Regions from separate parts of the Zea mays genome. Here regions 1 and 2 are each linked to region 3. A link is a contact called in public Hi-C data. All regions are on one chromosome and are shown on one strand. Each heading gives the region's core, a stretch centred on a gene start, on an enhancer-like site or on the middle of the called end of the contact. The rest is flanking DNA. Distances are from core to core; before and after follow the strand shown. Region 1 holds the start of LOC542087 (nucleosome/chromatin assembly factor group C). Region 2 holds the start of LOC107521945 (RNA-binding KH domain-containing protein). Region 3 holds the start of LOC100193900.

What was found. A called contact is a pair of places that touch in the nucleus more often than the background predicts.
Region 1: a Hi-C map of ear shows a contact between it and region 3, with 2.9 times the contacts expected there. The contact joins the promoter of LOC542087 here to the promoter of LOC100193900 in region 3. A contact is called at or near these places in 10 of 25 Hi-C or Micro-C datasets (bundle sheath, ear, endosperm and 5 more).
Region 2: a contact with region 3 is called in a Hi-C map of leaf, with 7 times the contacts expected there. The contact joins the promoter of LOC107521945 here to the promoter of LOC100193900 in region 3. A contact is called at or near these places in 8 of 25 Hi-C or Micro-C datasets (bundle sheath, ear, endosperm and 2 more) and 2 of 3 datasets of contacts at active chromatin or transcription factors (leaf and seedling).

What each region holds. Positions count from the first base shown.
Region 1 is chr3:209,285,301-209,288,571 of Zm-B73-REFERENCE-NAM-5.0, forward strand. LOC542087 (nucleosome/chromatin assembly factor group C) reads right to left here and starts at 1,253. Exons shown (of 15, transcript NM_001111721.2): 1 at 983-1,253. The coding sequence starts at 1,107.
Region 2 is chr3:208,896,320-208,899,697 of Zm-B73-REFERENCE-NAM-5.0, forward strand. It overlaps LOC107521945 (RNA-binding KH domain-containing protein), which reads right to left and starts at 2,123. Exons shown (of 12, transcript NM_001321684.1): 1 at 1,755-2,123; 2 at 1,563-1,639; 3 at 1,354-1,464; 4 at 1,139-1,207; 5 at 402-458; 6 at 263-301; 7 at 62-172. The coding sequence starts at 1,956.
Region 3 is chr3:209,058,620-209,062,019 of Zm-B73-REFERENCE-NAM-5.0, forward strand. It overlaps LOC100193900, which reads right to left and starts at 2,131. Exons shown (of 2, transcript NM_001138974.1): 1 at 1,813-2,131; 2 at 218-803. The coding sequence starts at 2,094. The coding sequence ends at 384.

The DNA of each region.
Region 1 (3,271 bases), core at 3-2,502, 230 kb after region 3:
GGGCAAGCATCTTACAGAAAGCAGTTAATGTGCAAATATTTATCATTAGTTTCGAATTATCTGGTGAGATAACAGAATGCTGCACAAACACAGCTCTGATGCACTCATGCACATAAGGTGCATGACCAAAATCATGTTCCCACTCTAATCAACATTCCCTCCATTCCAAATTATAAAACGTTTTGGATTTTTTTAATAAGGGGGTGTTTGGTTTTTAGGGACTAATTTTTAGTCCTTCTATTTTATTCCATTTTAGTCTATAAATTGCTAAATACAGAAACTAAAATAGAGTTTTAGTTTCTGTATTTTGTAATTTAGGGACTAAAATGGAGGGACTAAAAATTAGTCCCTAGAAACCAAACACCCCCTAAATAGCTTTTTCTATGCAATTAGATATACACGATGTGTCGATGTCTAAAGACATAGTAAAGGAATGTGTCTAAAATAGGCAAAACATCTTATAATTTGGAACGAAGGGAGTAGTAAAGTAATCATATGAAGGCAAAAAATAAGGACGTGTACTAACCCACTAACCATCAAACCATAGGATTTGTTTGGAAAGAATTTGGTGCAATAGGAATTTTCAGGGATTTTATTCAGATTGAACAAGTAGCGGGAGCAATAATAAGTTCATAACATGGAGACAAAGCTTGTAACCCCTCAAACTATCAAACAGTGACACCCGCCAAAACCCACCCGCTCATAAACCCTAGCATCACAAAACGCTAATCCACCATACAGGCCCATCATCCCAGCCCCTTCCGACGCCATTCCCACCAACGCACTAGCAATGGTGCAGATCTAGAGTCACCTCGATTACAACCCCGGATCAAAACCCTAGACACGAACGACGCACTACTCCATTTCACTCATCAAAACCCTAGTCCAGCAGGAATCTTCAGGGAAATGGTGGCTACGGGAACGAAACAAACGAAAGGGCGAGCCGGAAGTAATAGGGGGTGCGGTGCGCAGAGGAAGTTACCGGCAGGAGAGGGATGGCCAAACGAGGTTGTGGTTGGCAAACCAGTCGTAGAGAACGGGGATGAGCGACTTCCACTGCGCGTAGCGCTCGTCCACTGCCGCCCTGGAGCCGCCTCTCTCCTTCATCTCAGACACCGATGGTCGCCGCCGGCGACTGCTCCGCACCTGAGGCAACCTCCCACTCCCACGGCACGCTCCCTGATAATGCTGCTGTACTGCGAGAGCGTGCTGGCGTCTCGAACCTGGACGCTTGCGGCCTGCTCCGGTCTCCGGAGGCAGTCCCTGTGCCCTGACTGCGAGCAGGGAGAGGAGAGCATAGGATCCAATGTTCGAGAGGGAGCGGATGGCTTCCTGGGCCGGTAATTACAGAGGCTATGACTATTTTATGGGCTTCTGTAAGTTGGGCTGGACCACCGACATTCTAATATAGCCTGTAAAGAAGTAGATCCATTGTTCGAAGAGGAGCGGATGGCTTCCTGGGCCGGTAGTTACAGAAGCTATGACTATTTTATGGGCTTCTGTAAGTTGGGCTGGACCACCGACATCCTAATATAGCCTGTAAAGAAGTTGGCTTTTGCTCTCTGCCCAGCCACCCCCACCCCTTTTTTCCCAGTCCTCTCATTATTTCTATTCCTTCAAATTCAATTGTTTTTTAGAAACCCTAATGAAGGTTATATGTACAAATATAAAATATACCCCTGAGGGGTATCACGTCTCTATATATATAACATGTATTTAATCGTATGGATAGAGAAGAGAAAAAGGTTAGAGGCCCAACATATACCATGTGTCTCGTGTGTTCCTTTGGTTTGCTAGGAAGAGAACTGTCTTTTATGACTTCTTAGGCCTCTACTACTGTCATATGGAATAGAGCGGATCTGATGATCCAAAGTTTTCAACAGTTTTTTCTATAAAAATACTTAATTTTATGCTCTATTCAATAGCCCTAGCCCTAGTGTGCTTCCTCAATCAAGAGGTATTACGTTGTGAAATTTGGGACGTTGGTGCGTCTCCGAGTTGCTCTCGGTTGCTTATATGGTTTTACTATCGCAAATAGATTATACTGTACGTCCTAGAAAATGTATGATACAGACGAATTTGGCGTCCCTAGTCAACCTGTCAAGGCGGCTCGAGTTGTCTGCATCTCATCATGCACGAGACTTGATCGTTGGTTATGAGCTTAATTAGCTCGAATTCTCCGTGTTAGCAAACAAATCGAATATATCTCTTCATCTCTAATTTATTTAAGTATAAGTTTTTGTACGTCTTATATTCTGCCTTATCTTCTGTAGGGATTCTTGCACGCGCTGCCTCTCACGGCATTGGCCGGAGATCGAGCCCTCCTCCATGAGCACGGGATAAACAGCCTCTACCATTGTACCATACAGGCAAGATTTACAAAAATCGACGGTAAATTGTCCGGTTTACAGAAACTGCTGGTGAATGGTGCCAGTTTACCATTTGTATATTTTTGAAATTCACTAGAAATTTAAAAAATATAAAATATGATAAAAACTACATGTTCTGGTGAGTAATTTGCTATATAAGATATCTAAATTTAATTTAGTTTAACATATTAAAAAATAGAAAACCATATAGACCTATTAGTAAACCTGTTAACAAAATATCTAAAATAAATAATATATCTTTTCCTCTCCTCCCCTCACTTTCCCCACTCCGCCTCACTCTTTTTGTTTGCCTCCCACTCCAAAACTGCCGCCGCCTGGGCACAAACCGTCGCCACCACCGTCGCATTTGCCGGCTCCTAGGTGCGGTTTACCGGCCCGAAGGCGACAGACCTCGCCCACGCGCTCGGTTTACCGCGCCCGCCTCTTCCTTGCGCGCCCGGTTAACCGCACTAAACGTCGGTAAACTGCCCCGTTGAGCCGATAAACTAGCTTCTCTAGCCATTTAACTACTCTGAACCGACGCCCTACTAGGAGCCAGACACCAAACCGGCGGTAAACCGCCCCGAGCCGGCGATTAACCGCGACTGGCATAAGGTAAACCGTGTTTTTTATCCAGTAAACCGGATTTAGTACACGTATTTAGTTCTACACTACATATTTATTGTTCAGATTTAGTTTCGTGATGTTTAGGGTTTCAAATTTAGTTTCAATAATATGTTTTAAATTTAGTGTTTTAGATTTGTGTATGTTAGATGCTATATGTGAAGATGATTTACTGTTAGATACTAGTTGTACATTAGTATTGTAAATGTGTAGTTAGTATTAGTTATATATGTTAGTATTGTTAATGTTGAGTTATATATGTTAGTATTTAGTTATAT
Region 2 (3,378 bases), core at 873-3,372, 160 kb before region 3:
ATAATCCATTTCTTGTAAACATCCCCTCAAAATAACATCAATGAAGGGTGAAACCAATCACCTTGATGTGGTACACTGGATGCTTTACATTCTTCATGCAATCCTCTACAATCCTTCTCACTTGTTTCAGTCCCCTTCCCCTATAGTTGCCCATGGCTGCAACAGTATTTCCCTTTCATTGGGAAAGACAACAGCAATAATAAATATTGTCAAAAGGGAGGAAATTTAAAATGTAGGTATAAAGGTAAAAAATTATGAAAACCTGCACTAAGATGTAGCAGCCAGTCAAAATCTCAATAGCCTGTAGAACATGAATAATGTATAAGCAACAAAGGGGTCTATGATTATTCTGAGTTTACGGCACTAAAGGAGGCAACCATAGTGATGACAACAATTTTTACCTTGAGTGTAGACAAGTTAGGGCCTAAAAGCCGTTCCCTCCTTTTAACAAACCGCTCCTACAGATAGCATTATAGTTTCATAAGGATGAGTAAAGTTCAAACAGTGAGGAAGGGCACTAAATCTCTAATTACATTCAGCATATTTTCATATGATCAGTTGGTAAGTCCTGTTACAAACTTTGATATATTAACAGCACAATAACTAAGAACAAAGAATATAGAATAATGAATAATACCAACAAAAAAACATGGAATGTAGGTTGCCAAATAAATGTCTACAGACATATGAAGGCAACAGCCAACGGAGTATCGTACAGATAACTATATATTACAGAAAGGTTTGTGACTATATGTTTACCTAGAACTACAAAATCCAGCTGAGTGTGGGATAAAAAACCCTGGGCCTAGGAAACAGAGAAAATATAGAACTATATAGCATAACCAAACATCTCAGCAGTCAGGAGAAAAAATTAATCAAAATATTACCAACTTAGTACTATCATTACAAAATGAAATGACAAAAATAACATTTCAAATTTGAACAGCGCCTTGGAAAATAACAAATAATGGCCTAAAACTTTTTCAGGTCCGTTATTTTACCTATCGGACTATACAAATTACAAGAATGGTCTTTGCACAAAAGAATATATCATAGCACAGAGAGAAGCACCTCATGACAAGTCTAATCTTCAAAAGAGATCTGAAATCAAACTTGAGCAATGAAAAGGTGTCCTTACCTTATTTCTCACAAGACCACCAATCTTAATAATATCGCAGTTCATCTCATCATCAAGAATTTTGATTGCCTGCAAAAATAAGCACTAGTAAGCCCTCGACAAACTGTAGACTAAATCTCAATCCACTCGGAACGCGAAGCCGCCACCTCAAAGTGCAAAAACATGATCCACGCAGTACCTTGATACCTGAATACACAAAGGGTCATACGTAATACCTGAGGTGCAGGGACGCTCCTGGACAAAAGCTTAATTAGTTCCCTGGCCTTGATAATAGCGAAGGGATCCCTTGTCTTTCTGGTCGTCGACACAGTCATGGATCCCTCCACCTACACACACCGAGAGAGAGGCTTCAGAGCATTTGTTTACCACATAACAATATCGCCAGTCAATAGCAATAAGAAAAGGTTAATCACTCATCAAGTACCAAATTGAGCTCGCACGAGATCCCGTACTCCTTCAATGCGCCCTTCACGACCGGCCACGCCTCCTGTAGGTACTTCTCTGCACTCAAACCAACAAGTAATGCATCACGAATTCGGCTCGAATAAAGTCAAATCGCATGCGTTCCATCGCCAAAGTCACGGCAGGCAGGACGAGCTCAGGAAAAGATGCTTGCCTCGGTACTGGGGAAAGAGGGTGGAGAAGGAGCTGACTTCGAGCATGCCGCCCTCGTTCCAGGCAGGGTCGAACTTGTCGATCTTCCAGCGGTCGATGTTGGGGTCCTCGTCCCACGGCTTGGGCTTGTCGTGCTTCCCCTTCCGCCGCCAGTTCTTTCCCTCTGCCGGCGCAGCAGCAGCGTTCGCTTCGTCCTCCGACATGGCTGAGAAGAAAGAGGGGCTGTTGTCTGCTGGGCCTTCGAGGAACTGGAGAAGGAAGAGGAGGCGATGAGATTAGGGTTAAGGCTGCCGCCGGCAGGGAGAATAGGTGGGTGGGGCCATGGGGCGACTCCGACTGGGAGATGCCTTTGGGTTTGGGGTTTTCGAGTGCGCTGCGCTGCGCTGCGTGCGCATCATTATGTTTTGGGCTTGGTGGGCTTTGGCGGCGCTTTTACGATGAGGCCGCCACTGCGAAGCCCGATGGTGAATCGGACAGGCACCCCACAGCCCAGCGTATGGACAAGGATCTGTCATGGAGATTTTTGATTAGTTATGAGTTGAAATAAATTGCTTTGATAAAATAACGTGGTTAATATTGCATTCGTCAAAACGACGCAAATAACGGTGTGTTCTTTGATTTTTTTAGATTTGACCTGTTTGAAACTTCAATTTCATTGTTTTCTACAAATTCGAAGAGACTAAAATGCCTCTGTTATACGAAGGTCGTCTGTCCCCTCGTTCAGTCCAATTTAATATAAATTGAACAGATTCTATTACATATACAAGAGGCGAAGAGTACTTCAACTCGTATTGAAGACAAGGTCTCGGTTAGAGAACTGACGAATGCTTGGAGGCGAAAGGACGTGTCGCTTAAAACGGGGGCTCCTCAAGACTCCGCTCGCCATCATGACCTGCTTGGACAGCTGAGTACAAGTTTTGGTAAGGTTCGAAGACCCCTTAATTCCCACTAATTCTCCTCACTCTACCTAAATCGAACAACCCCCAGGCCCTGTTCGAAGAGCTGGAACGAATCCATGTTTATTCCTGTGGAAGCGAACGGGCCCCAAATGGGAATGAAGGCGCGTACCAGAAACCTAGTTGATGTCTGTGCGTTAAAGGTGAGTTCGGCGATATACGCGTTCATGATACGCATGTCCAAGACGGCTATGATTTGATGGTAAAAAATCGTTTTCTCTATCATTTTGTATAATAAGCCCAGGAGTGATAAAAAAAAACCATTGACCCAAAATTATACCTCACAACATTATTCACATTCCGTGCTCAATCTCAATCTTCCAAGTCATGATAGGTATGTGTAGAGGTAACATATCAAATTGTTAGAATTATAGGTATTTTCCATATCATTTTAATTCCATAAATTAACATTATTGTGATGACATATAAAAGATGATTAATCATAGAAATCATGATATCAAATATATCTATAACAATATGGATCATGAGAATATAAAGCATATGAATCATATAAAAATAATAAGTATATAAACATGGTACATGTATTATTACGGAATAACTGAAAATAAACAGATAGCAACATAAACAACATGGCTGTAAAATTAAAACAAACAGATGTAACATATTATAATATGACAGAACAGATGAAATAAATTCATGGTTACATAT
Region 3 (3,400 bases), core at 881-3,380:
TACCACGGCAGAACAGCAAGGCTAAAATGTGGCTCGGAGGTCAGAAAGGAGCAAGGATGAGCTAAATATGTACTTCGATCTGACATACTACTACAATGAGCAAAGATTGTGACAATTTTTTTCTATCTCGAAAATGTGCAGGAGAGTGCGTACCTTTGTTGTTAGGCCATGCAATTGCAGAAACAAGATTGTGAGGCCAATGAGCACGCCATGAACTAAATTTTTCACGAGACCGCCTCCATAAGTCAAAATAAATTGGTCTGAATTTGAACAGGTTTCTGAATCACTGAAGCTGATGACATCAATTATTTAATTGAATCTAGCACAGCGATTACATGTAGACTGCGATGCGCTAATGAGTGCTTTCAGTAATTCTTCTCCGGTCAACATATCAAACCCTTAACGCAGTATACCGTAAAAACAAACCATCCAATCAAAAGAATAGAGAATGCTGCCATCCCTACCAGGAAAGACCAGCCAGCCATTAAAATACCGATGCATGTCACAGTTAGGAAAGGCAAGAAAGACCGAGCGAAAGACATTTTGTCCACCCATTGGCCATGAAACCAAACAAGGGAAGCCACATTCAAAACATTCCACTCCACAGAGCCATTGTAAGCGAGCCGGTTCAGGCAGTTTGCCACAAACGAGTGGCAATTGCAGGTGAACAGATTGTAGTACTTGTGCTGGAAGCGTCTCATGCCCGATTGCAGAGCATCATCCCATGACATCGCTGCTCCAACTTCTGAATGGCTGTAGGACTGCTTGCATACATGTGCTGCAAGATTAACAGGAAGGCAGCACTGGACACCAAAGGAACAAAGAGGAAATCAACAAGTTGAAAAGAACTACAGGAAAGAGTGTGCCCAGTGACAACAGTTTTTTTACAAAACAAAACAAAACAAACAAGATTATGAAACTTCGAAATTAAATTTAAGTTCCATATATATTAGAATAGGAGCACCTCTACTGAAATCGGAAACCTAAAGTTCCCAAGAACAAGAACATATACAAATACAAATACAGGCTACTAAGAAAAAGAAAAAAAAAGATCAAGACTTCCCAATATTGGTGAATCAATCTGTTCTGGTTCTGCTTCTCCTGTGATAGCTAGCTACTAGCTAGAACAATCACAGGACCAGTTTCCAGATCATATATTTGATCTCTGGTTCCTTTTTCAATAGAATCTTATTTTTTAAGAACTATTACTACTAAATGAAACATCACATTTCCAGGCTCAACGTTTTACAAGTACCAGTTATGAAATACTTTACTGCTGAAAAGATACTAAAATAAGGAATAATATTGGAAAATATCGACTGTTTATGAATAAAGGGTGTACCCAGTGTCGTAGGCTTCCCGCACTGTGCGGGATCTGGGGATGAGTATCTTTAAGCACCAAGCCTTACCCGCATAATATGCAGAGGCTGGGGCTCGAACCCAGGACCTTTCGATTACAGACGGTAGGCTCTACCGCTGCACCAGGCCCGCCCTTCATCGATTGTTTATGAATCATGTAATAAAATTAAATAGAACAAAGGTACATTGACTTCATGCTGTCCAGAAATAAATTCAGATATTGATGACATTGGAAGCTGAAACCACCAGTTAAAACAAAATACTATGATTGTGTACTCAGAACTATAGGATTATTAGGCTTTCTACCCTTGGAGAAATCCAGATTTTAGCTCCATGGATCCTAAACCTGTTGACATCTTAGTAGTGGTTTAGGTAAAATAAAGTACAAGATGAGCACCTATGTTGAATTGCATAGCCCAGAAAATGAAATTATAGTCATCCATTCATCCTAACCTTCTTTCTGTCAAGCTGGAGGTATCTGGCAACTGAACCATAAGCAAAATTATCCATGCTCACCAAATTTGAACCAGCAAAATCCAAGATAGCCCCATCCTCCTGACAGATTCCAACATGCCCTATGTAAGGGGCAAGCCATGAAACTACAGGAAGAGGAGTCCAAACAATGCAGCACGGGAATCTTGCTCTCTTTGAATCTATCTCGTCAAGTGACCACAGATCTTGTAATCCATTATTTGAACTGACATCTTCATCAGCGAAATCAGCTTCAAGCTCCATTGACGAAAGTATTTGGTGATATTAATGTTCCTTGTCCTTGAAGAAACTAAAACAGTGTGCAGCTTCAATCTCAGTATCTCACAGTTTATCGACCTTCACTGAAAAGGAGCTATCCGGTTAGGTTCTCAATCTTCATGATTAAAACAACTGGTGAAGGATTAAAAATGTGCACCTAGTTTAGTACACTACCTTTACAATTTCATACGGCAACATCACTATGCAATACATTGAATGTGGACATAAAAGTACAAGCAATGGGTCCTGAACCATGTGAATATCTTTACCACTAATACAAATCTTTCTCCCAACGGCCAACACACGCCACCAGAAAAAGATTAGCATGTCACCATTTGTACTTTGGGCACAGATGGACCAGGCGTTAATTTTGCCATATCTGAGGAGGCACCCATGCACAAATTGGAAAGCTATCATTACGTTCTTATCAGTACCATATATTGGTAAAAGATTTTACATACTTTTGACATTTGTTAGTGTAGCTTACTTTTGTCTAACATATTAAGGGTTCTCTTAAATACGATAAGTTGAAGAAGATAGTTGCGAACTGGTAAGAAATGGCAACTGGATATACTCCTAAGTTTGAAAAGCTGTTGCTTCTCCTCTTTCCAATCCAGATCTAGTGTACACCAGCGTCTTCCAGCAGTTCAACGGAATGTTGTGCTAACCTCGCTCAGTGTTACTGGCGATTTAGTATCAAGTTCAATTCCAGGCGTATGGCCGGATGATGCATCCCTGCTCCGTGGGGTTCCATGTAGACTGATCGGAAACAATAACGAGAAGCGAATCGCAGCGCAGCTGGTTGTGCTTCGATAACCACTCCCGCGATCTCCCATCTCAGCCAGCCACCACTTCCGAGCACAGCGGCCCGATATAACACGACGCCGCGAACCGAAGCCGGAAGGGGTGCAGAAACAGGGGAACTCACCGGAGGAATTGGATCGGCGTGCTGTACGACCCGCTGGTCGTTGCCGGGGCGGGGTCAACCTGGTCGGGGTGCCGCCGCTGGCCGTATTGGGCAGGAAGAAGGTGACTCCAGAGGGTGCGCCACTGCGCCGTGCCGCCGCTGGGGCCTTGCTGCGGGGAAAGAGAGTGAGGCGCGGTGGTGACCGAATTTTTTGCATTTTGGTCCTTCAACGGAAAAAAATTCATGTTTGGACCCTAAAAAATTTTAATGTCATTTTTGGACCCTTTACTCGGCGCCGTAGCCTGTGGCGCCGAGGTAACACAGCTCGGCGCCATAGGCTATGGCGCCGAGGTACGTGCTGCGTTGGCACAAACGGACGTCGTG